Linked DNA regions of Sus scrofa: all the other regions are linked to region 2. The links are chromatin contacts, called in public HiChIP or PLAC-seq and promoter capture Hi-C maps. All regions are on one chromosome and are shown on one strand. The core of a region is the stretch at or near the end of the contact, and the rest is flanking DNA. Distances in the headings are between cores, read along the strand shown. Region 1 holds the start of FRMD8 (FERM domain-containing protein 8). Region 2 holds the start of SCYL1 (N-terminal kinase-like protein). Region 3 has its middle 29 kb from the start of FRMD8. Region 4 holds the start of MAP3K11 (mitogen-activated protein kinase kinase kinase 11).

What was found. Promoter capture Hi-C pulls out the DNA fragments that hold promoters and counts their contacts. HiChIP or PLAC-seq counts read pairs in DNA pulled down with a chosen protein or histone mark.
Region 1: an H3K27ac HiChIP or PLAC-seq map of alveolar macrophages shows a contact between it and region 2. The contact joins the promoter of FRMD8 here to the promoter of SCYL1 in region 2. A contact is called at or near these places in 1 of 5 promoter capture datasets (fetal skeletal muscle), 4 of 47 Hi-C or Micro-C datasets (embryonic fibroblasts, epiblast stem cells and liver) and 2 of 2 datasets of contacts at active chromatin or transcription factors (alveolar macrophages and skeletal muscle).
Region 3: a contact with region 2 is called in a promoter capture Hi-C map of fetal liver, with 4 times the contacts expected there. The contact joins the enhancer-like site here to the promoter of SCYL1 in region 2. A contact is called at or near these places in 2 of 5 promoter capture datasets (fetal liver and fetal skeletal muscle), 29 of 47 Hi-C or Micro-C datasets (adipose tissue, alveolar macrophages, blood and 14 more) and 2 of 2 datasets of contacts at active chromatin or transcription factors (alveolar macrophages and skeletal muscle).
Region 4: an H3K27ac HiChIP or PLAC-seq map of alveolar macrophages shows a contact between it and region 2. The contact joins the promoter of MAP3K11 here to the promoter of SCYL1 in region 2. A contact is called at or near these places in 3 of 47 Hi-C or Micro-C datasets (fetal heart ventricle, liver and skeletal muscle) and 1 of 2 datasets of contacts at active chromatin or transcription factors (alveolar macrophages).

Annotation. Positions count from the first base shown.
Region 1 is chr2:6,840,772-6,846,630 of Sscrofa11.1, reverse strand. FRMD8 (FERM domain-containing protein 8) reads left to right here and starts at 2,690. Exons shown (of 10, transcript XM_013994099.2): 1 at 2,690-2,846; 2 at 3,161-3,245; 3 at 4,956-5,123. The coding sequence starts at 3,161.
Region 2 is chr2:6,730,078-6,735,521 of Sscrofa11.1, reverse strand. SCYL1 (N-terminal kinase-like protein) reads left to right here and starts at 2,045. Exons shown (of 18, transcript XM_003122558.5): 1 at 2,045-2,250; 2 at 2,600-2,740; 3 at 2,941-3,063; 4 at 3,146-3,372; 5 at 3,807-3,897; 6 at 3,975-4,130. The coding sequence starts at 2,140.
Region 3 is chr2:6,812,378-6,818,427 of Sscrofa11.1, reverse strand. No RefSeq gene overlaps it. Among named protein-coding and RNA genes, the nearest start is that of FRMD8, 29 kb to the left of the region's middle. Within about 2 kb of position 2,792, at least 57 of the 83 cell types and tissues checked have an H3K27ac peak or open chromatin away from gene starts, as enhancers often do. A contact at or near this core is called in adipose tissue, alveolar macrophages, brain and 9 more, where this site is marked.
Region 4 is chr2:6,635,806-6,642,078 of Sscrofa11.1, reverse strand. MAP3K11 (mitogen-activated protein kinase kinase kinase 11) reads right to left here and starts at 2,018. Exons shown (of 11, transcript XM_021082851.1): 1 at 1,829-2,018; 2 at 1-1,103. The coding sequence starts at 547. It overlaps PCNX3 (pecanex-like protein 3), which reads left to right and starts at 2,146. Exons shown (of 34, transcript XM_021082830.1): 1 at 2,146-2,817; 2 at 3,179-3,366; 3 at 3,607-3,706; 4 at 3,810-3,849; 5 at 3,951-4,046; 6 at 4,271-5,398; 7 at 5,892-6,015; 8 at 6,102-6,273. The coding sequence starts at 2,665.

The sequences.
Region 1 (5,859 bases), core at 1,441-3,940, 110 kb before region 2:
GCCTCTTGGCTCTTAAAGCTCTTCAGGCTGCCCTGTCATGTCAGAAGGGCCCCACTCTCTGCTCCAGCCCCGCTACACCTCCCCAGTTCAAGGGACACCCTGCCCTTGACTTTCCTCCGAGCCTTGCAGAAGGACAGCCCCAGCCCTGGCTAGCTCTCCACTCCTCCTGCCGGTGCCAGCAGCTTACCCTCTGCCTGGCGGAACAGAGCTCTTATCTGGATGCTGACTACTCACAACCTGCAAAACGTCCTCACCTACTGCCAAACCCGCCACACACCCTCCCCCTGGTGCTCATGCCCCCTTCCCCACCACTGCCGCCAGGGCCACCCCGTCTTAGGACCTGCTGTGTTCTTTTTTTTGTTTGTTTCTTTTTATAGCCACACCTGCAGCATATGGAAGTTCCCAGCCAAGGGTCTAATCTGAGTTGTGGCTGCCAGCCTACGCCACGGCCACAGCAACGCCAGATCCAAGCCATGTCTGCAACCTACACCACAGCTCACGGCAATGCCGGATCCTTAACCCACTGAGTGAGGCCAGGGATCAAACTCATAGCTTCATGGATACTAGTCAGGTTCTTAACCCACTGAGCCACAATGGGAACTCCCTCACTTGCTCTTTTCTGATTTCTCAAGGCTTCCCCAAGTTCAAAGCCTGCTCCCGGAGCTCCCGCTTCAGGAATGTCTTTCAGGGCCCCTCCTCTCTGGACCTGGGTTCCAGGCTCCTCACCACCACCACACATACTGCCAGATGTCAGCTTGGTTATCAAACCTCTCTGATCCTGTTTTCTCAGCATAAAATGAGGACAGAATATGCGCCTCTTAGTATGAGGATTAAAGCGCTTAGAAAAGAGTCTAGCACGTTGAACACGCTCCACAGATGGCAGCTACTATTACTCTTATTTCCACTCACAGGGTCGATGAGGGTGACATGAGGGAACACGGGAATGGGCCTCCCACACAGTAGGTGCCAAGGAACCAAGGACCCTGCTCTTCCTGCTTGTGGCATTTTCTAGCTCTTCAGGCAATTCTGTCATCTTATGTAGCTCTTTTTTTTTTTTTTTTCCTGTCTTTTTAGGGCTGCACCTGAGGCATATGGAAGTTCCCAGGATGGGGGTTGAATCAGAGCTGCAGCCATTGGCCTACACCACAGGCGCAGCAACGCTAGATCCAAGCCGCATCGGTGACCTACATCCCAGCTCACAGCAATGCCGGATTCTTAATCCATTGAGCGAGGCCAGGGATCAAACCTGCGTCCTCATGGATGCTAGTCAGATTTGGTTCTGCTGAGCCACGACGGGACCGTCCCTCATTTTATGTAGCTTTAACCATGCATTTCCTGTGCTTTTTTCTCTCTCCTCTCTCTCTCCACTCCCCAGTGAAACCATAACACGAGCTTCTTGCGGGGAAGGGGCCGTGTCTCACCCAGACCTCCACCCCCTGCCCTAGGCCAGGCCCCACACCCAGTAAGCATCCAACGACACCGAAGTGGGTTCACATTTCAGTCCAGCCAGTTTAGGGAGGCCACCGAGCCACTGCGTCCTGTCCCCGAGCTGAGAACCCAGAGGGATGTGCCTGTTCTCACAGCTCAGGCGAAGAAAGAAATCATGACATAAGGGACCAATGGTCAGGCAGTGTGGGGCCTGGGGGCAGGCAAAGGGCTGTTTCAAACACTGAAGAAATGGACTGGGTTAGGAGCTGGAGCTGCCTTCCAATCCTGGGGGAATCAGTGCCAGTGGAACCCGCTCCCCCCCACCCCCGCCCACCTTCCTCATCCCCAGCCCATTGTTGTCACTTGGGGCAACCTCTGGCTCCTCTGGATCAGGAAGGCGCCTCATGGACCTGTTTTTCCCCCTGAGATCTACACCTCAGGCACACACATGCTGGTCATGCCGGGACATGTTGGTGACATGACCCTGGGGATAAGTAGTTTCACACCTGCCTCTTCAGGGCCCCCACACCTCTCCCAGCCTGGGAATGCCGCAAGGTGTCCCAGGCTGTGTGTCAAGATAGCGAAGGCTCATGTGACTGCTCCCCGGAATCGCAAGTGTGCCTCGCCTGGATTTCTGACACATAATTTGAGGACATGGGAGGCGGTCATTCCCATTTTACAGAAGAGGTAACTGAGGCCAGGAGGGGAAGGGCTTGTCTAGGATGAGTCAGGACAGGGACCCTATCTCCTGACCATCCCTCTCGACCTCAAAGCACTGCAGTACCGGCGGCTGCCTGTATCACCTTTACCCAGCGCCCAGCAGTGTGCGTCCCTGACACACCCCCTCCAAGCACAGTGTGAATTCCTGATACGCCCCCATGAAGCATCTTCCTTCTGCAGGTGAGGGGACCGGCCCAAAGTCACACGCGTGAGCGCCAGAGCTCGCGCCCCGACTGCCTTGACAGTTCGCCACACTGTTACAGGCCAACATTCGTGGGTGGGTGTGTGTGTGTGTGTGTGTGTGTGTGTGTGTGGGTGTGTGTGTGTGTGTGTGTGTGGTGTCACACGCCCCCAGTCACTGGAGTAGGTGGTGGTGCGGTTTCCCAACGCGACCGCCACACCACTGGGGTGTGACCAAAAGCGGGAGCGGGGGGCGTGAACAAGGGGGGGGCGAGAACGCGCGGGGACTAGGCAGGGCGCGTGCGCGGAAGCCCGGGCTCCGATTGGCTCCCGCGGCTCAGGGAGGCGGGGCCGTGAGTACGGCGCTTCCTACGTCTCAGCTTCCGCGTTGCAGCCCTGGGAGCTGGAGCCGGAGCGGGGTCCTGAGTTCCCGCCGGCAGTGAGGCGGGAGCGGCAGTTAGGGACCAGAGTTAGGACAGGAACCTAAGCTGAGGCGGCGGGCACTGAGTCCCTGCGAGGTGAGAGCTCGACAACGCCCTGCACGGGTCCCCGCGCCTGACGGGGGTACGCCGTGCCTTGCCTGGGCACCGCGGCGCACCGAGTTTGACCCTTCTGACCGCCGCGGTCCTGGATTTTCCGTCAGCCCCCACCTCGAGTTGGCTGAGGACCCCCACCCCTCACCCCGCTAATCTGCTCACAGTGCCTCCAGCCCCGGTTGTTCTACCTTCATAGATCAGCTCGGGCCCCCTTCCTTCCTCAGTGGGAACTTGGAGGGACCCAGCACCCCATCCCTGGATCCACCCGTCATTGCTTTTTCTCTTTCTCTCTGCAGATGGACGGGACGGAAGGCAATGCCGGACAGCCCGGCCCCGCTGATCGGTCGCATCGAAGCAGTGTCTCCTCCATGGGAGCCAGAGGTGGGTCTCAGTCCCCCATCTCCTCCCCGCCATACCCCCCTAGACCCCAGCCCTGAAGAAGGGGCCCTGGCTTGTCATCGCTTTCCTTAAAGAGAATCTTACTTATTGATTAATTAATAAGTTATGTTGAGGTGTGGAAAAGTGACGTCAGTCCAAGGACCTGGACTCTTGTCACTAGGCTACCGATCAAACTGGGGACTCTTGAATCTCCATTTCCTCACTTGTTAAAATGTTACATGGCCATGAAATTCAAGTGAAAGCTCGTGGATGAAAAATGACGTGCACTTTCTTTGATAAATAGCCTTTTGAAAGCAGGGATCATTATTTACATTTTATAGGAAGGAAATTGGGCCCTAGAGAGTTTAAGTCACAGGATACTGGAGTCTTCCCTCCTCCAGATTTCCCTGCTTGAAAAGCAGGTCTGAATTTTATGACCTGGGCACTGTGTTAGGATCTCTCAAAAAAGTAGCTGTTAGAGCAAAGCAGACCGGGGATCCAAACGAACACCTTCACCTGTGTGGATGGTAAACTAAACTGTGCTTTTGCCTTTCACAGGCTTCACTTCTTTTGTTTTTTTAATTTATTTTTTATTTTTTTTGTCTTTTTGCCATTTCTTGGGCCACTCTCTCAGCATATGGAGGTTCCCAGGCTGGGGGTCGAATTGGAGCCATAGCCGCCTGCCTACACCACAGCCATAACAACGCAGGATCTGAGCCACATCTGCAACCTACACCACAGCCCATGGCAACATCAGATCCTTAACCCACTGAGCAAGGCCAGGGATCGAACCCACAACCTCATGGTTCCTAGTCGGGTTCATTAACCACTGAGCCACGACAGGAACTCCAGGCTTCACTTCTTTTGATTCACAGCCACTCTGTGAGGGGAGGGGTATTAGCCGTATTTTGCACATGAGGCAACTAACTGACGTGCTGAAGTCAGTCAACTAGCCAGAGGCCAGCTAGGATCTGAACTCTGGGATACTGGCCTCCAAGCACAGTGCTCCTTCATGCTGCCTGCGGGTCCAGCAGTGGAGCTGGAGATGACGGCTCTTGCAGAGGTCTCTCTTGGCTGTCACAAGGAACACTTAGCTTTTTGGGTTGTGCTCCTTCTGACCGGAAAGGCCAACATGTTGAGTCCCGAGGCTTGAAGAGTGCGAAGAAAGCTGAGCCCTGGAACTTGCTTCACCTTGGAGTGGCCTTGGGAAGCCTCTGTCTCCATGTTAGCTTGGGCTAGCGTGGGACAGTGACTCGCAGAAGGAGAACAGTGGGGTCACCAGCTCTTCCCCTCCCTGCTTGACCTCTAACCTCGGGATGGCTTCAGCCAATCTCTGCCTCAGTTCCACCTGCAGGCTGTTCTCCTCAGCGGAGAAGCACACCAGAGTCCTTGGGGCTGCCAGGGGAGTGGGAGGAGATGCAGTGGCCGGCCCTCATTTTAACCTTTGGGGATTAGGCTGGGTCTAGGCTGGTCCCCGGGCTGGAGGTGCTGGGTTTCTGGGGTGGTTTGAGGGTCTCCAGGAAGTCTGCGTAGACAGCACTCTTCCAGGATCCTCTGGGGATCCTGGGCCTCTGCCTCGAGGTGCAGCCTTGGTCAGCCCAGGACTATATGGTGGGGGCTGCAGCCCGGGGCTGGGGGCGAGTGGAGGGTGCCTGGTTGGCAGGCCTGTGCCTGTGACTGGGCTCAGCTGACCCGGCCTGGCCTTCACTGCAGCAGCGGACGTGCTGGTGTACCTGGCGGATGACTCGGTGGTGCCCCTGGCCGTGGAGAACCTGCCCTCGCTCAGCGCCCACGAGCTGCATCGTGCCATCCGTGAAGTCCTGCAGCTCCCGGACATCGCCCTGGATGCCTTCGCGCTCTGGCTCGTCTCCCCTCTGCTGGGTGAGGCCTGGCAGTGAGAGGCCAGGGTGGGAGGATTGGAGGGCGCTGACCAGTGGGGAAGAGGAGGCAACTTCCAGAACCTCTGGCCACTGTCTTCTCAGGGGAAGGTGGGACCGTGGGTGTCCTGGAGCCGGCCATGACTTTCAGGACCCAGAGCCCTGGCCCCTCTGCCCCTGCCTCCTTTCTTTCTGCCCGTGGCACAGGAGGGGCCAAGCCCGTCCCTCAGCCTCAGCACTGATGGAGCCTGAGCATCAGGGGGAGCAGGACCTGGGGGCCCGGGAGCGAAGGGGTGCACGTTCACTGAGCATGTGGTCAGCACCACAACCTGAGCTGGCATTTTACAGATAATTTCACCTTATCCTTTGGATCAGCCTGGTCATGCGGGTGAAGAAATTGAGGTTCGGAGGGCTTGACCAGTGCGTGGTAGAACCAAGATCAGAGTGGAAGCCTGGGTGGCCCCCAGAACTGCATCCTGCCCTTTGGGGGCAGGAGGGACAGTGGGACCTGGCCTGGGATGCAGCCACCCCTCAGGAGGAGACTTTTCCTGAGGGTGGGGAGGCAGGATGCTTGGGAGCCCAGCTTCTCTGCAGGGGCCTCCAGCGCTGCCTGGTTTGTGGCTGGTGGTCACCCTGTACTGCCCCTTGAGGCTGCCATCCCAAGGCGGGGGTGGAGTGGGCTTGGGGGCTCTCCAGACCCTCAGGCCTGGGGGACAGGGGCAAGGGGGTTGGCGGGGAGC
Region 2 (5,444 bases), core at 796-3,295:
ATTCTAACCTGCTGAGCCACAACGGGAACTCCCTTACTCCCGATGTGGTCACCGTCTTCCTAGTGAAGCCACAGGAGGCTCTCTAGTTATTATTTTTGTTCTGCCCTGAACAGCCCCCACTGTGTCGGATCCTCCTCCCAGCATCCTGCATGGGTACTTGAACAAGAAAAGGGAGAACGAGTCACTGCTGAGGAGCGGTGTCAGGTGAGGCACAGGGCACCGTCCACCCCAATTTACAGATGGGGGAACCGAGGCTCCCAGGTAAGGTGAGTCTCCACAGCCAGTGAACCCAGCCTACTGACTTTGGCATCCCTGCCCTTGAACCTGCTCCCAAAGGCATCCCAGCCAGATGTTTCCTAATTAATTCCAGCATCTCATCCATCTTCTGTAGGATGCAGCTGCAAGACTGTCCCCAACCCTGGGTTCCATGTGACCTTTTTTTGTTTTGTTTTGTTTTGTTTTGAATGAAATAAACTCCTCACATTTATTGAGCACTTTCAGTTGCAGGCCTTGTTCTGAGTATCTTGCATATAGAACCTCAGTCTCTTTCTTTTTTTAAAAAAACAGTACTGATGAAATTCTAGCACCAGGAGGTTTGTTTGTACAGACAAGGAAATAAGGCACAGAGAGGCCAAGTAACTTCCAAGTGGGTTACTGTGTGCAGAACTGCCTGATACAGTGTTTGACACATAGTGATGAACAAGTTTTAATTTCCTTTGTGTTTTGTTTTATTTTTTAAAATCTTTTTATTTTATTTTAATTACTCAAATGAATTTATTACATCTGTAGTTGTATAATGATCATAACAATTTGATTTCACAGGATTTCCATCCCACAGCCCAAGCACATCCCCTCACCCCCTAAACTGTCTCCTCCGAAGACGATAAGTTTTTCAATGTCTGTGAGTCAGCATCTGTTCTGCAAAGAAGTTCAGTCTGTCCTTTTTTCAGATTCCACATGTGAGTGAAAGCATTTGATGTTGGTGTCTCATTGTCTGGCTGACTTCACTTAGAATGATAGTTTCTAGGTCCATTCATGTTGCAAAAAATGCTGGTATTTCGTTCTTTTTAATGGCTGAGTAATATTCCATTGTGTATATGTACCACATCTTCTTGATCCACTCCTCTGTCGATGGACATTTAGCTTGTTTCCATGTTTTGGCTATTGTAAATAGTGTTGTAATGAACGTGACCTTACTTTTGGAGAAACCATTGCCAGCCCAGCCCCTCCTGGATGCTGGGCTCTGTCCAGCTAAGGAGCTGGGTCTCCTCCAGCATGAATGGCATTTGAGCTGTTGACACCATTCTGCCACTGACAGCCCCTATCTGCACAGGTGCTGGGGTCTGGAGGTGCTGACCCTGGAGACACAGAGCCAGTTCTACTGAGCCCAGGAGAGCAGGGGCCCCTCCTGGCCTCCTGGCTTCTTCTGAACTTGCTGGGCTGTTCCTCCTACCCTTCTTTCCTGGGGTCACTGCCTTTCCCCTCCCCAGGTCCCCTCTCCCTGTCTCAGGGTTCCTAGACCTCCTCAGGACCTTTGCTTCCCTCTCTGCCTCTCACCCACGCTCCTTCTCACCGGCTTTGCTTCCTTGTGCCTCTTCCCTGGTCACTCAGTCATTCCACCAACTTGATCCTCACCGCATCCTGGAGGTGCCCACTGGCTGGTGTGGGAGAGCGTCTGGTTTGGGGAGAGTCATCTTCTCTAAGTCTCTTCCTCACTCCTCACTGAACCCTGCACCCCTTCATGTCTGTCTCTCTGACGATTTCCTCTGGCGTCTCCCCATCTCCCCGCCTCCTTGTCTCCGTTTCCCTATCCTCTGTCCCTTCTCAGGCTTTCCACATTTTAGATATAAAGACACAGAGGCCCTGAGAGTTTGGGTGATCCGCCAGGGCAGGGGGTGAAGGAGGGTTGGTCTCCCCAGTACCTGCCGCCCTCGGATCCCCGCCCCGCCCACCAGCCCCGCCCCGCCCACCAGCCCCGCCCCCACGAGGCCCCGCCCACACAGACCCGCCCTCGCCACGGCCGACCCCGCCCCCGTCCCGCCCCCGCCCCGCCCCGCCCCGGCTCGGGCAGCGGGAGGACCCGGAGCTGAAGCGCCCGAGGCCGCGGCGGCGGCGGCGGCGGCGGCGGCGGCGGGGACGATGTGGTTCTTTGCTCGGGACCCGGTCCGGGATTTCCCGTTTGAGCTCAGCCCGGAACCTCCCGAGGGCAGCCCGCCCGGACCCTGGGCCCTGCACCGCGGCCGCAAGAAGGTGAGCGCGGCCCCGCTCCGCAGGCCTCGGCCGACCTCGGTCTCGCCTAGTCAGCGCCGCCGGCCCCGCCGCGTCGCGCCCCGCCTGACGTGGCTGCGGAGCCTCTAGGGCAACGGGCCGGGGGAGGGGGACGGGTAGTGCCGACGTGGCGGGCGGAAGGACCGAGGGACCAACAGGCGCACCCAACCGGGGTTACGTGGGCCCGACTCAGTCCCCAAGGGCTGTCCTGGGGGGAGACCCGGCCGGCGGGTCTTCCTTTCCGGTACTTAGCTCCGGGGACCATCTCGGAGATGGAGTGGTCAGCTTGGGGCTCGGCCCACACCCCTGAGGCCCCTCTGTTCTGCCCCAGGCCACAGGCAGCCCGGTGTCCATCTTCGTCTATGATGTGAAGCCCGGCGCCGAAGAGCAAACCCAGGTGGCCAAAGCCGCCTTCAAGCGCCTCAAAACTCTCCGGCACCCCAACATCCTGGCCTACATCGATGGGCTGGAGGTACCTACCGGCCGCTCAGTCTGCTCTGTCTCTGCCCCTCACTTTCTCCCAGTCTCCTGCTCCTGCCTTCCTGCCCCTTCCCAGCCCCCTGCCCCAGTAACCCCCAGATTTGACTTCCCCTTCTCCACCCGGTCCCCATCACGTCTCTCATCCCCCTGCTTCTTCTCCACTCTGCGCTGATACTCCACGTCCTTCTTCAGACAGAAAAATGCCTCCACGTGGTGACGGAGGCTGTGACCCCGCTGGCAGCGTACCTCAAGGCTCGAACAGAGACTGGTGATCTGAGGGAGATGGAGCTCTCCTGGGGGCTACACCAAATTGTGGTGAGGTGGGGGGGTAGTGGTGATGATTGCAGGGATGGGGGGGCTGCAGGTACAGGGCTGTGATGGCTCCTTCTGTCCCCAGAAAGCCCTCAGCTTCCTGGTCAACGACTGCAGCCTCATCCACAATAATGTCTGCATGGCCGCTGTGTTCGTGGACCGCGCTGGGGAGTGGAAGCTTGGGGGCCTGGACTACATGTATTCGGCGCAGGGCAATGGTGGGGGTCCTCCCCGCAAGGGGGTCCCCGAACTTGAGCAGTACGATCCCCCAGAGTTGGCCGATGGCAGTGGCAAAGCAGTCAGAGAGAAGTGGTGGGTGACTGGGGGCGGCATGCCCCAACCTGCCCTGTTCTGGAAGCCCCTGCAGCTTCGGGCCCCCTAGATTATATGTCACTCCCTTGTCCCTTGCTGCCCAGCTGGGAGGGGACCAGGGTCCTCAGGGTGGGCCCACTCCTTGCTCCGAGGATCCTCAGGGAAGTAGGGCAGGATAAACACAGACTTTGGGGTTAGGTGGTTCTGAATTTGAAAATTGTGTCACCCGGGGTGGGTGTCTTTGCTTCTCTGAGCCTCAGTTTCCTTATCTGTCAAATGGGGCTGATGAAACCTACTTCTCGGGGCTGATGGGAGGATGAGCTGAGGAACAGAGCACAGGGTCTGCCATGCAGTGAGTGCCTGGTGCTCAGCATAGGTTGGAGTTTTATGCTGGCAGGTGGCTGGGCCTTGAGCAGCTCTGGTCACTGCCTCAGGTCAGCCGACATGTGGCGCCTGGGCTGCCTCATCTGGGAAGTCTTCAATGGGCCCCTACCTCGTGCAGCCGCCCTGCGAAACCCTGGAAAGGTGAATATCTGACCCCACCCCAGCCCCTGTCCGCCAGCCAGGTGGCCCCTGCCCTGACCTTGCTGCTTCTCCCACAGATCCCCAAATCACTGGTGCCCCATTACTGTGAGCTGGTCGGAGCCAACCCCAAGGTTCGTCCCAACCCAGCCCGCTTCCTGCAGAACTGCCGGGCGCCTGGAGGCTTCATGAACAACCGCTTTGTGGAGACCAACCTCTTCCTGGAAGAGATTCAGGTGAGCCCCCTGCCCCACTGTGGGCTTTGGCCCGACGTTCTTCACCCAGTCTCCACCACCCACTTTTCAGGCCCCCTGAGAATTAGACCCTTGGAGATGAGCACAGACTGTAGAGCTAGGCTCTCTGTGCTTAAACCTTGGCTCCAACTGTTATTTATGTGTGACTTCCCTTGGCTGACACTCAGTCCCAATAATAGTACCTACTTCAAAGAAGTTTGGTGAGGAGTCAGTGAGTTTGAAGTGCGTGGTATAGTGCTTGGCCCCTAGTAGGAGCTTAGTGTCTGCTCCTGGCCCCCTGTTAACTGCACACTTACATTCTAGACCTGTCCTGATGCTGGGCTGTGGTGTGGGTAGCAGGGTGGGGAGGGAGAGTCAGGCTCAGACCCCTGCCCCCCAAGGATGATCCAGCTGAGGATAATTGGACCAGGCCTCCATCTCACTGGGAGAAAGGGACAGAAAACATAAAGGAAGAAACATGTGCTTCCTGGGATGGGGATAAGGCCAGGAGAGTGAGGGTGGGGTGCTCAGGGAAGGGCTCTCTTAGGGGTGATTTGAGCTGAGACCTGAAGAGTGTGAAGGTGGGAGGCACGGGGATGGTACCCGGGGAAGAATGTTCCAGGCAGAGGGAACAGCAAAAAATGGAAGATGGTGAGGAGGGAGCCCTCGGCCTAATCTCTTTGAACCTCCGTTTCCGTATCTGCATGACGAGGTTAACCGCAGTACCTGCTGACCACAGGGAGTGAGGGGGAGAGGCGCTGTCCCGCTGTCCCGGACACCTGCTCTCACCCAGCCTTGGTGCCTGAGAATCTGGAATAAAGGGCGGGGGCGGGGGGGTGCCTGGATGGTTGGCGGAAGTTTAACTTAGGCAGGGGCTTGGAGGGCCTTGACGATGAGGTACCTGAGTGGCATCTTGAAGGAGAAGGTGCTGGAATCTCTGAGCCCTGTTGCCTCCTGGGCAGTGTGGGGACAGCATGAGCTCTGTTACCTGGAGTTCTTCTCACATGGTTGGCTCTGCAGGCGGCCCTTCTCCTTAGTGTGTGCCCCGTAGGAAATAGGCTGTTAATGGCAGTTGGAGGGGCCCAGAGGCCCCGCCTCCTGTCGTTGGGTGGGTCGGTGTGGAGAGCCCAGCTGTGACTCTCAGTGTGACCCCATGGATGTGGTTTGGCCTCTCTCTGGGCCTTTGCTCCCCTGAACTCTGTCGTCAGAGCGCCGAGCTTGCTCCCCACGCTAGACTGAGCTGCTTGAGGGCCAACCAGGTCCTCCCCAGCCCCGGTTAGAGGTCACCTCCGCTGGGCCAGGCAGTGGCTGTGGCGG
Region 3 (6,050 bases), core at 1,543-4,042, 82 kb before region 2:
CGCATCTGCGACCTACACCGTGGCTCAGGCAAGGCCTGATCCTTAACCCACTGAGCAAGGCCAGGGATAGAACCTGCATCCTCACGGATAGTAGTCAGGCTCGTTACTGCTGAGCCAGGACGGGAACTCCCAGCTATTATTATTATTTTTGTTTTGTTTTTTGCTTTTCAGAGCTGCACCCGTGGCATATGGAGATTCCCAGGCAAGGGGTCTGATCAGAGCTGTAGCTGCTGGTCTATGCCACAGCCACAGCAACACCAGATCCGAGCTGCATCTGCGAACTACACCACAGCTCATGGCAACAACCGGATCCTTAACCCACTGGGCAAGAACAAGGATCGAACCCGCGTCCTCATGGATACTAGCCAGGTTTGTTAACTGCTGAGCCACAACGGGAACTCCCCATGTATAATATAACTTATGTATTTATAATATATATAGTTTATGTATAATATTATTATGTATATATTTTTTTTCGAATTCTCTTCCCTTCTAGATTACTACAAAATATTGAGCATGGCCCCCGTGCCATACAGCAGGTCCTTGTTGGTTCTCTGTTTTACATATAGGAGTGCGTATATGTTAATCCCAGACTCCTCATTTATCCTCCCCTTCCCCGCAGCTATTTCACTCTACTCGTCACGGGTATAATGTGCAAGTGGGAGAATAATAACAGTCCCAGCTCTTCCCAGGACTTCCATGTCGCCGGCCTGTTTGATCTTGGCATTTGGTGGAGAGGGGGTGGTGACCGCTGACGCTCCGGGCTGGTAGGAGCAAAGGCCTCCCCCACAGCTTCAAGGTCGGCAGCCTCCAGGGGCACATGAACCCCTCAGGGGTTCACGCTGCCCACAGAAGCCCCGGCACCACCTGGGTCTCTCACAGGTGCCACTTGGGCAGGTCTAGGGGAGTCAGAACAGAAAAGGGCAGAGGTTCAAGGGTGGTCTGAACAACCCGTGCTCCAGTGGGGTCACTGTGGGGGCGAGAGAGGCTCAGGCCTGGGGACCTTTCCAGCCTCAGGGACACCAGCAGAAGTGAGCTCCGGTGGGGGGCTGCAGGCAGCCTGGGAGGAGAGGGTCCCTGGGGGGGCTGTGCAGACCTAGGCCTGGGAAGGGGCGGCTTTCAGCACCACCAGGTTGCTCACCCAGAGGAGCTGTCACCAAGGTTCCTGGTGGGTGAGGCTTGCGGCGAGGCTGGTGAGATGGACACGGGCCAAAGGGTGGGGCCCCCCAAAGCTGGGACTTGCTCCGTCAGCAACAGGGGGCCTGCCCGAGGACGTCTGGGGCCACTGGTGGGGCGACAGTGGTCCAGGGAGGCAAGGCTTGTGGGACCGGGTACCTCATTCCACAGGCCTTCCTGCTGCTCCCCGTCGGTGCTTGGCACTCGGGAGGGGGGACAAGAGAGTCTGGTGAGCAGGGCTTTCTGGACACAGGGAGGCGACCATGAGCCAGTGAAGGAGTTGGCAGGAAAAGGGCAACGTGAGCTCCAGGCAGCAGGCCGGCTCGTGCAAGGCTGGGGAGCGGGGCTGGGCACCAGGGCCCCCCTGATGCCTCTGTACACGGCAGAGCGTCCCAAAGAGCTGGATGAAGGCGACTGATGGCGTTGCAGTTAGTTCCTGGAGCCACGGCTCGCCCAAGGCCTGGCGCTAGAAGCAGGGGGCTCCCAGTTGGGGGGCCCTTGGAACCCCAGAGGAGGCATAGGTCACACATATGAGAGCCCCCTCCTAACAGGATCACCTCCCTGCCTGTCCCGCCTTTTCTTTTTTTCCTTTTCCAGCCTCCCCAAGGCACATGGAGTTCCCAGGCCAGGGAGCATCGGATCCAAGATGCAGTCACAGCATAAATTGCGCTGCAACAATGCTGGATCCTTAACCCACTGCGCCAGGATGGAACCTGAGACCCAGTGCTCCCAAGACACTGCCGGATCCCGTTGTGCCACAGCGGGAACTCCTGTCCCTCTCTCTTTTGGACACACATGGGCTCCCAAAATGAGAGCAGGAAATGCAGGTGGACTGGCCCACTTCCTCCTCTGCCTTATAAACCGGGAGAACCAACCCCTGACACCCTCCCCCTCAAACGCCTTCTGCCACGTCCGCCAAGAGAGGCTCCCCTGTCTCCCTGAGCTGCACCAGCCATTTCCTGGGAGCTGCTGGGCCCCCGGCCACAGGGAACAGCAGTCCCCCCACCCCGACCCCACCACCCTCTCCATATGTCCTGACTTGGGAGTCCGGGGTGGACGGGACCCCAGATCCGGGCCCGCCACCTGTTTTGTGGGCCTGCTGTTGACCTGGGAACTCATTTCCTTCCTCCGATCAGCCCAGAAACATCACAAATATTGACCGAGAGCCTCACAGTGGGCACAACTGTTTGGTCAACACATTTATCAAGATCCGCTCCACGCCAGGGCCGTCTCGGGGACTGCCAGCTCAGAGGCCCAGGGGAGGACAAACAGACGGAAGGCCCTCCCTTGAGGAGCTCACGTCCCAGCAGGACGGGGTGGGGATGGAGTCTCACTGGGAAGGTGACCTCCAGGCAGAGCCACTGGGTTAAGTGCTTCCAGGCAGACTCTTTTGTTAAAGCGAGGAGGTGAGAACAGGGAAAGCCGGCTGGAGAGCTGACGAAGGGCCTGCCCGGGGGCCTGCAGCAGGGTGGGCCAGACCAGGCTGGGGCCCAGCTTCCTGCCAGGGCAGGAGAGGCCAGTGGGGGCTGGGCGGAGGTCCGGGTTGTTCCCGCTGGGCCGCTGGGAGGCGAGCCAGGGCAGGAAGGGCTCCCGGCCAGCACGCAGTGACTGTGCACTTCCTTACCCAGGCCCTGAAACCCGGGCCCTGGGGCTCTGAAGGGAGAGGCCCAGGCCGAGGGGCTCCTGGGAGGGGGAGAGTCGAAATCTCGGCACCAGTGCCAGACAGAAGCACGGAGACAGTTGGAGGAAGCAGAAAAAGCAGCTTTAACTGCCAGGCAAAGAGGGAACACACAGCAGGCTGGTGCCGCCCTCGGAGGGGACTGTGAGGAGTCCTACAGTGTCCGAGGAGCCGGCCGTGGTCAGCTCCTGGACATGCTCCTGATTGGTGGGTGGGGAGGTCATTGGGAGTCGGCAGCTTTAACGTGCTGGTTCCATCGGGTCTGGGGTCTACGTGCTGTGGGCAGCATCGAGTTAGGTGGTTTCTTCCAAACGGTGGGAGCTTCAGCACCTGCAAAACAGCTCCAGGGTCATGGCTCAAAATATTATCTATAGGCTTTGGTTTTCTTTCTTTATCTTTCTTTTTTTTTTAATTTCTTTTTAAGGCTGCACCCACAGCATATGGAAGTTCCCGGTCTAGGGGTCAAATCAGAGCTGCAGCCACTGGCCCACACCACAGCCACAGCCACGCCAGATCTGAGCCAAGTCTGTGACCTCAGCCACAGCTCACGGCAATGCCACGTCCTTAACCCACTGCTCGGGGTCAGGGATTGAACCTGCATCCTCCTGGGTACTAGTTGGTTGTTGACCTGCTGAGCCACAATAGGAACTCCTATCTAAAGTCTCTGAGGAACTGAAGGTCCTTGACTTTGTTGAATGGCTGAGCTGTTATTACTGTTTTCTTTGTTTTTTTTTTTTTTTTTTTTTCATTCCCTGATTAAATTGGTTCGTTCAAGTTTTTCTATAGCTAAAAAGGCAAGCGGAGGAGATGAGTGGGGGTCTATTCTGGGAAGGCCTCCCAGGGTCCTGCTCCGTTACAAGTCCAAGGTGACCCAGGAGGCCACAGCTCTAGTACTGGGCCTGTGAGAGACGGGAGCAGGGTTCTGGCACATTCTCTAGTGGTGGCAGCAATATCATCACCCTCCTACCCATCTTGACCCTAAAGCACCAGCCCTTTCTCGCCCCTCTTCTCTCTCCTGGGACCCGTCCTGGGCTGATGTGTTTTCAGGAAAACAAAACTAAGCAGGCTTCAGAACGAGAAGGGAAGGCAATCCTGGCTGTGAGAAAGGACTTGGAGCCCTGGCCCTGACCCTGAAATCCGGATGTTGCCCAAGGGGTCCTCCCCCCCCCCCGTCCCCCCAGCCATGAGCCCCTCAGGGCACTGCCCCAGGAAGAGCAGGTCTCAACCACCCCCCGGGTGGGGCAGGCCTCTCATCACCCAGCCCCACCCAGGGACCAAAGTTCTCTTGTTTACTGCCGTTTCCTGGAACAGCTTGTTTTGCTCAGGAGAAATCTGCTGACGCACTGGCTGCCCTGCCCTCCTCTCTGTAAAAATACTCCCGAGGTATTTTCAGCCTTATTTGCAGAAAGAGGCAGGACCCGAGCCTTCCATTTGTCCATCTCACTGTAAGGACAGCCTTGGCCCCAAAGGCCGGACAGAGAGGTCCCTGTGTGGCTTTCTACCCTCATTCCTCCTCAGAGACAATCCAGCTCCAACAAAAGCTAGCCATGCTGCCCGGAGAGCTTCTAAGCCAGGGCCCATGGACACTGTGCCAATTTATCCTTGAAAATGGAGTGGGTGGTGGGACCCCTCCAGACACAGGGGCACAAAGGAAGGCCTTAGTTCCTTTCGTGTTGGAGAGTCCTAAGCAGCGCAGAATCCTAATGCTTTGTGCATTGCTAATTCCACCTACTCCTGCTCTTTTGAAAAATACAATCTAATACAGTTTGTTCCTGGGATTTGGGAATGACGTGTGGATGAGGAAGGTAATTAGACCAGAGAGAGAAAAAAGCAAGCTACAGGAGTTCTCTTGTGGCACAGTGGGTTAGGGATCCGGCGTTGTCACTGCCCTGGCTCAGGTTCACTCCCTGACCCAGCTATTTCTGCCTGCTGCAGACGTGGCCAAAAAAAGTAGCAAGCCACTCCGCAGTGACTACCTCCTCTCAGGCGCCTAGGAGATAAATAAAGGGCTGAGCCCACAGCTTGGCACTATGACACAGCAGGGAAGGCATTTGCTTGGGATTACACACACCTCCCAGCCTTTCTAGAACATTCTGACAGGCAAGTCCTTCTTTCCACACTGTTCTTTCAGGCCCAGTCTCCTCGACCCACCCCTGGACATGTTGCCAGGATGAGACGGATGAGGAAGATCTTGGGGAAGAGCAAACTGCCAGAATCTTTCCCTGAGCAGTCCTGTGAACAAGCCCTGGCTTGTCACCTACTTGACCTTCTGGGAGGAGGGTCACATGAGAGTCACCAGTTTTCTGAGAACACAGGGCGGGTGTGGCAGCTGGCCTGCCCCACCCGCAGATGCCATCTTGCAGAGGCAAGGGGGGAAAAAAAATCTTCCCCTTGTTGCCAAGGGAGCCTGTCATCACAGGCAGTTTGCTGGGGTGTGGGAGGGTATTCTGGGAGGCGACCTCTGGCAGGAGTTGGTCAGAGAAGCCATTCCCAGTTCTGGTTACTCTGACCACTGTCCTTCCAACGCCCTGCTGAAGGGGCCCAGGGCTGAAAGGAGGCCATACGGGGGGTGGGAGGGGAGCTGTCCTTCCTCTTTCTTCTAGCCCCACACTGGCACAGGAAATGCCAACTACCAATTCTGAAATTCTCCCCAAGCGCTCAGGCCCTTGGGGAGGGCCTGAGGGGATCAGAGCGTGCCTGGCTTGCTTTTGCCTTATTTTAGGAGACCCAGCCTGGGGGCCTACTCCCTGGGGGCAGACAGCAGGCAGCTTCCCCAGCAGCAGTCCTCAAACAGGCCCCCATCACAGACTGCAAACTGGCCTGGACAAACTAGTTTTTCCAAAAACTCTTTTTCCCCACTTCCCAATCCAGAAGTAAAGCGGGATTGAATGTCTATCTCTACCCTTGGGAACAGATGGCCAAGAAATGACACGTGTGTTGTTTTCTGCACAAACAAGATCTTGCTTTTCATTACTTTGCAACTGCCTTTTTCCATTTATTACATAATGAATAATCATAAAGTATTCTGTCCCAACAAGAACATCTTTTCTGATGAAACATTTCAAACCTCCAAGGCCTTGGTTAACTGAGAATAACAAAGCCATGATACATGCCCCTCAAGTTATCAAAAGGCAATGGGGGGGGAAATGTAACGTTTTAATTAACTTTTAAAAATAAAAATCACAACAGGGCTTCT
Region 4 (6,273 bases), core at 769-3,268, 93 kb after region 2:
CGGCCTTGAGGGCAATGATGTTGGGGTGTGCCAGCATGGCGAAAAGCCGAGCCTCCTGTCGCACGCTCTCAGCTGTCACGCTGATGTCCTCATCGGGGTCCTGGCGAGCTGCCTTCACGGCCACAAGCTCACCCCGCCAGCTGCCACGGTAGACCTTGCCGAAGCCACCGATGCCAATCACCTCCTCCAGCCGCAGCTCCTGGAAGCTGGCCATCTCGCAGGGGGGGGGACCACCGCCCCGAGACACATAGTTGGACGGAAAGATGCCCACCTGGCCACCTACCTGGCCCGCCCACCAGCCCTCGTCACCCGAGATAGCTGCATCCCGGGACAGCACCTCCACTCGGTCGCCCTTCCGCAGGGCCAACTCGTCCTGCCCATTGGGCTCGTAGTCAAACAGGGCTGTCCACACAGGGTTGGCATAAGCTGCAGCCTTCGGGGACCCCTCTGGCCAACCTCCGCTGCCACTGCCCCCGCTGCCCCCATTGCCACTGCTGTTCCATGACCCCAGGGGGCTCTTGAGGAAGAGGTTCTTCAAGGGCTCCATAGCTGGGAGCTGGCACTGGCGGGTGTGGGGGACCTTCCCTGGGTGCCCCGGTCCCCACCCTTGCTGACGGCCGAGGCCCTAGTCCCGGAACCTGGGCATCCGAGCCCTGGCCCTCAGCCCCAGACCCACGCCTCTCTGGGGAGCCAGGAGTGTCGCCTCCCGGCCCACCGCATCTCGGGCTTCCGGAGGAGGGCGACCTAGGGAAGCAGTGTGGTCAGGCTGGGGGGGTGGACCCCCAGGGCCTCCGATGTCTCACCATGGCCGGCACAGAGGGGCCCGGGCGTCCCTCAGTCCAGAGCAGTCCTGGGAGCCGAGCTCCAGCACCCGCCAAGTGAAAGGTGGGGCCAGCGAGGGGCAGTGCCTGGACTCCCGTTGGGTCTCTGCGCAGGGGGGTGGCTGGAGTGTCTCTAGGTTGAGCTGCCTCTTCCTGGCTCAGCTCTCGCGACCCGATGGCTCCAACCCCGTTCCCTTCTTCCTCCTCCCTTTGTACTTTGGCCCCGGGGGCGGGAGGCAGAGGTGGAGGGTGGAGTTTCACTTTTTTCCGCTGTTCTCTCTCCTGCAGGAAACAGCATCAGATGACGCGGGCGGGTAGCACCGCTCCCCTCCCAGAGGCTGCAGGGCGATTTGGTCTGGGAGTTACCGGGTAGGCGGGCAATGAGAGGCAGAAGGAGAGGAAGTGTAGCCCGTAGCCCCCACCTCCCGTGACAACAGGTTTAAGGTCGAGGTTGGTTTCTGCTAAGGAGGGACCGTCCCCGCCCTCTACGTCTGCATCTGTAAAACTGGGGGAAAGATCCTGGCTTGGAAGAGGGGCAAACCCGAGTGTGGTCTTGGCTCCGAAGTTGCAGGGCCGTGTGACCCTTTCTCTGCGCTTCATTCTCTTCATGTCTGAAACTGGGGCCAGGAGCTCCGCTTTGCAGAGCTGGCAGTGGGGGTAGGCAAGAATGGAGGACGAAACTGGCTGCACTTGGAGCTCTTGGAACGCGTTGTCTAAGATTTACTGCTTCCCTTCACCTGGGAAACAATTCATGCCTCTTTCCCAAGAAGGGATGGAAACCTGAGACTGTGCTCCTGAAATTTGTCCAGTGATGGCACTTGGAATAGCTAAATCGCTCTCGCAACCGCGCGACGGACCCCCTTGCCTTGAGCCTGTCACTTTAAGAAAAACGACACTATCCTATTTCGACTAGTCCTGCCTGTTCTCTCTACACTCTGAGTTTGAGCTCTGACCCGGAAGTAGAGGCCGCTCGTGACGTTTGACGTCCAGCGCTAAAAAGGGCGCACCTAGAGGGGCTTGCTCCAGTAGCGCACAACTGTGGCTTTAGCCCCCAGGGGTGTCCACGCCTCCATCCTTTTCCTCGCCTCTAGTAACTCTTCCCTCGCGTTCCGCCCAGTGATCGCGGCTAGGTTGGCATCGCTTAGGTGTGCGCATGCGCTCAAGGACTTGTGCCTTTTGGATCGTCCCTTCCTCAGCTGCGCAAGCCCAGCGGGCTCTCCCGCTTCTTATCGGTCCACCACCTCCCTGCGCTTGCGCATTCGAGCCGAAAGGTTTTCCTTTTCCGGGTCCCAACTGGTCTCGTCGGGCGCATGCGCCACTGCAGGTTGGCGGCTCGCGGCTCCTTCTTCCGGCCTCCCCCTTGGGTCGGCTCCCGCAGAAGCGGGGCGACCGCGGAGCCCAAAGCGAGTGACCTGTGACCCCGGAAGTGGACCTCAGGGTCCCGGGGCTCTCCCCGGGCCGGAACCGTGGGAGCCGTCGTCTGCACCCCCGGAGCACCCACCCCACGCCCACCTCTGGATGCCGCCGACCGGTGCCCGGCCCGTGCCCTGCGCCTGCCCGCCGGTCCGGCCCTTAGGAGCAGTTCTGGGCCGGGGGTGGGGGCCTGGACCCCACCCCTGATGCGGCTCCACCCCGGCTCTTGGGTCTCGCACCACTGACTGCCCTGGCCGGCCCCGCCCCCTGCCCGCACCCTCGCCCCACCGACCCCTCTCCCCCGCTGGGGGAGGCCATGGCGTGAGCGCGAGGTTGGGCCCCGGGGCCCTCGGGCGCCAGGCGGGGCATGGGCCGGGGGCCGCCCCCATGAGGGTCCCGGGAGGGGGGCGCGCGCAGCAGCGGCGGGGCCATGGGGTCGCAGGTGTTGCAGATCCTGCGCCAGGGGGTGTGGGCCTCGCTCACCGGCGGTTGGTTCTTCGACCCACACCAGAGCACCTTCTCCAACTGCTTCCATCTCTATGTCTGGATCTTCCTGCTCACCTTTCCTTTCTTGCTGTATATGGTGAGATGCTGCGGCCACCTGTAACTCGTGCCGGGGAAAGGGAGGGCAGATGTCACGAAGGGGTGCAACCTGGCAGGGATTCTGGGCTGTGGCTGGGGCGCTGGGGTGTGGGAAGAGGATTCACTGCGGAGTCTGGAGTGTGTGGAAGAGAGGCCAGAATTTCCCTGGCCTGGGTGACCTTGAATCTCACTTAATCTCATTCCAGTTATGCTGGAGATAGGGCTGCCTCGCAGGGTCTTTGTATTAGCAGCCGGCAGGCGTGATGGAGTTTAATGAATTTGTGTGTCCTAGTCCTGACTGTGGTGGTAGGTGGTAGGGACAGGGCTGTGTGAAGAGGGACCTGACTTGCTGCCGCCCCCAGGTCCTGCCCCCCAGCTTGATGGTGGCTGGTGTGTACTGCCTTGTGGTGGCTGTCATCTTCGCTACCATCAAGACTGTGAACTATCGGCTGCATGCTATGTTCGACCAGGGCGAGATTGTGGAGAAGCGCAACTCTACCATGGGGGACCCAGAGGAAGAGCCTGCCCAGGGGGACAGCAGTCTGCCCAGGTAGGCGGGGGCAGGGCCTATGCTGGGAATGGCGGAGTCTTGGTGCCTGGGCCTGAGCATTGGAGAATGAAGGGGCTTAGGGAACCTTGGCTTCATGAGCGAGCGGCCAGTTGTTCTTTGTGTTGGCCCTGGATTTGTAAGGGGGATCCCTGTGGAGGGAGAAGCAGTGGGGATGGCGGAGGACGAACTGTATGAAGAGAAAAGGGCAGCTCAAAGCTGATGTTCCTTTTCCACTGCTAGGGACCCCGGAGTGGAGATGACAGTATTTCGGAAAGTGAGTTCCACACCCCCTGTACGCTGTAGCTCTCAGCATTCCGTGTTTGGCTTCAACCAGGTCTCGGTGAGTGGCTCTGGCCCTCGGCCTCCCCCTCTCTTCTCCTGGGAGCCCGTCCTGAGCCCACTTTTTGCCTTGTTTGCTCCCTCATCCTTTTCTCTCTGCTCAGGAGCTGCTTCCCCGGATGGAGGACTCTGGGCCCCTCCGAGGTAGGTGGCTTCCCTTCAGGACTGAAGGTGGCGGTGCAGAACAGGGAGTGGCGCGTAGATGCCTCGAGGTCCTGCTGACGCCTCCGGGGCTGTGGTTGCAGACATCAAGGAGCTGGTGCGGGAGCAGGGCAGCAACAACGTGATTGTGACCTCAGCCGACCGAGAGATGCTGAAGCTGAGCTCCCAGGAGAAACTAAGTGAGTGGGCACGATGGGCAGGGGCGCAGGGAAAGACTGGGGTCTTGTCTTTGCGTCACCCCAGCTTTTGCTCCCTCGGCGCTCTCTCTGTCCTCTTAGACGGGGCTTTCTCGGGGTCCTGCTCCAGCTGGGCTCTCAAACTAGGGACCGCAAGACCCCCTTCGCCACCAGTTCCTTTTATGGAATTCCACTCTCTTCTCTTATGTCTCCTTTTGTCCTGACAGTTGGAGACCTTCCCCAGACGCCCCCAGGGGCTGCCCCCGACCCATCTCTCCCCAGCACGGACTCTTCAGAACGGTCTCCCCTGGCTGGAGAGGGAGCCCCCTGGAGCGGGAGCAGCGTGGCTGACACTCCCATGAGCCCCCTGCTGAAGGGGAGCCTCAGCCAGGAGCTGAGCAAGAGCTTCCTGACCCTGACCCGGCCTGACCGGGCCCTGGTGAGGACCAGCAGTCGACGGGAACAACGCCGGGGAGCGGGTGGCTACCAGCCCCTGGACCGGCGGGGCTCCGGGGAGCCCACACCCCAGAAAGCCGGCTCCTCCGATTCCTGCTTCAGTGGCACTGACCGCGAGACGCTGAGCAGCTTCAAGAGTGAGAAGACCAACTCCACCCACCTGGACAGCCCCCCCGGCGGGCAGGCCCCCGAGGGCAGCGATACAGACCCACCCTCGGAGGCCGAGCTGCCCGCTTCACCAGATGCCGGGGTCCCCTCAGACGACACACTACGTTCCTTTGACACAGTCGTAGGAGCAGGGACGCCTCCAGGCCCGGCTGAGCCGCTCCTGGTTGTGCGGCCCAAGGACTTGGCCCTGCTGCGGCCTAGCAAGCGGCGGCCGCCCCTGCGAAGACACTCCCCGGCTGGCCGTGCCCCTCGGCGGCCACTGCTCGAAGGCGGGGGCTTTTTTGAGGACGACGACACCAGCGAGGGCAGTGAACTGAGCCCGGCTTCCAGCCTCCGGTCCCAGCGTCACTATAGCACCGACAGCTCTTCCTCCACTTCCTGCTACTCTCCCGAGAGCTCTCGGGGTGCAGCGGGGGGACCCCGGAAACGAAGGGCGCCCCACGGGGCTGAGGAGGGGACTGCTGTGCCCCCCAAGCGGCCCTATGGGACCCAGCGGACGCCTAGTACTGCCAGCGCCAAAACTCATGCCCGCGTGCTGAGCATGGACGGGGCAGGGGGTGATGTCCTCAGGGGCCCCCTGGCTGGGTCCAAGGCTGAGCTGGAGGCCCAGGCGGGGGTGGAGCTGGCTGCGGGTGAGCCCGCTGTGCTGCCTGCCGAGGCCCGCAGGGGACCTGCTGCCAACCAGCCTGGCTGGCGGGGGGAGCTGCAGGAGGAAGGTGCCGTGGGGGGAGGTGAGTGCCGACTCCAGAGCTGGGGCGGGGCGGAGGGGGGTGTCTAGGTAGGGCCGGGGGTTTGGGCAAGGGGCAGCTGGAGTGGACCGGGTCAGAGTCAGCTCAGCGTCCGTCTCGGGCTGGTGGATGCAGACACAGCAATCTAGTGACGTCTTTGCTCAGAGAACTCGTGTACGCAGGGCTCCGATGGTGAGACCGAGGCAGAGACAGGCCCCTGTCTCCACATCCTGCATTTAGGACCTGACGTTTTTTCTCTTTGAGGACCCTCAGTAGCCACCCTCCTCCTCCAGGGCCACCAGTGGGCCGAGCAGAGCATGCCCTCGTTTCTAGGGGCCCGAGTGTTAGGTGACCTGGCTGGGCCGCAGAGCCAGCACATGGTCGGACGAGGCCTGACCCTTAGGTCCCCACAGGAGCACCTGTCCCTTCCCCTGGGCTCTGTCCAAGCCTCTGTCACTGATGTTCGGGGGCGGGGGGCGGGGGCTTTCTCTGGCAGCAGCCGAGGAGACGGGCAAGCGGGACCGCTCGAGCAGCGTGAGGCGGACGCAGGCGATTCGGAGGCGGCACAACGCCGGCAGCAACCCCACCCCCCCAGCCTCGGTCATGGGGTCGCCGCCCAGGTGAGCTCACCGTCTGTGGTTGGAGGGGGTGGGGGTCCAGCTGGCACTTGGTGGCACTGACCCCGGGGCTGACTTCCTCCCCCCAGCAGCCTGCAGGAGGCTCAGCGGGGCCGGGCCGCCTCCCACTCCCGGGCGCTGACACTGCCCTCTGCCCTGCACTTCGCCTCCTCGCTGCTCCTCACCCGGGCGGGCGCCACCGTGCACGAGGCCTGTACTTTTGACGACACTTCCGAGGGGGCCGTGCACTACTTCTATGAC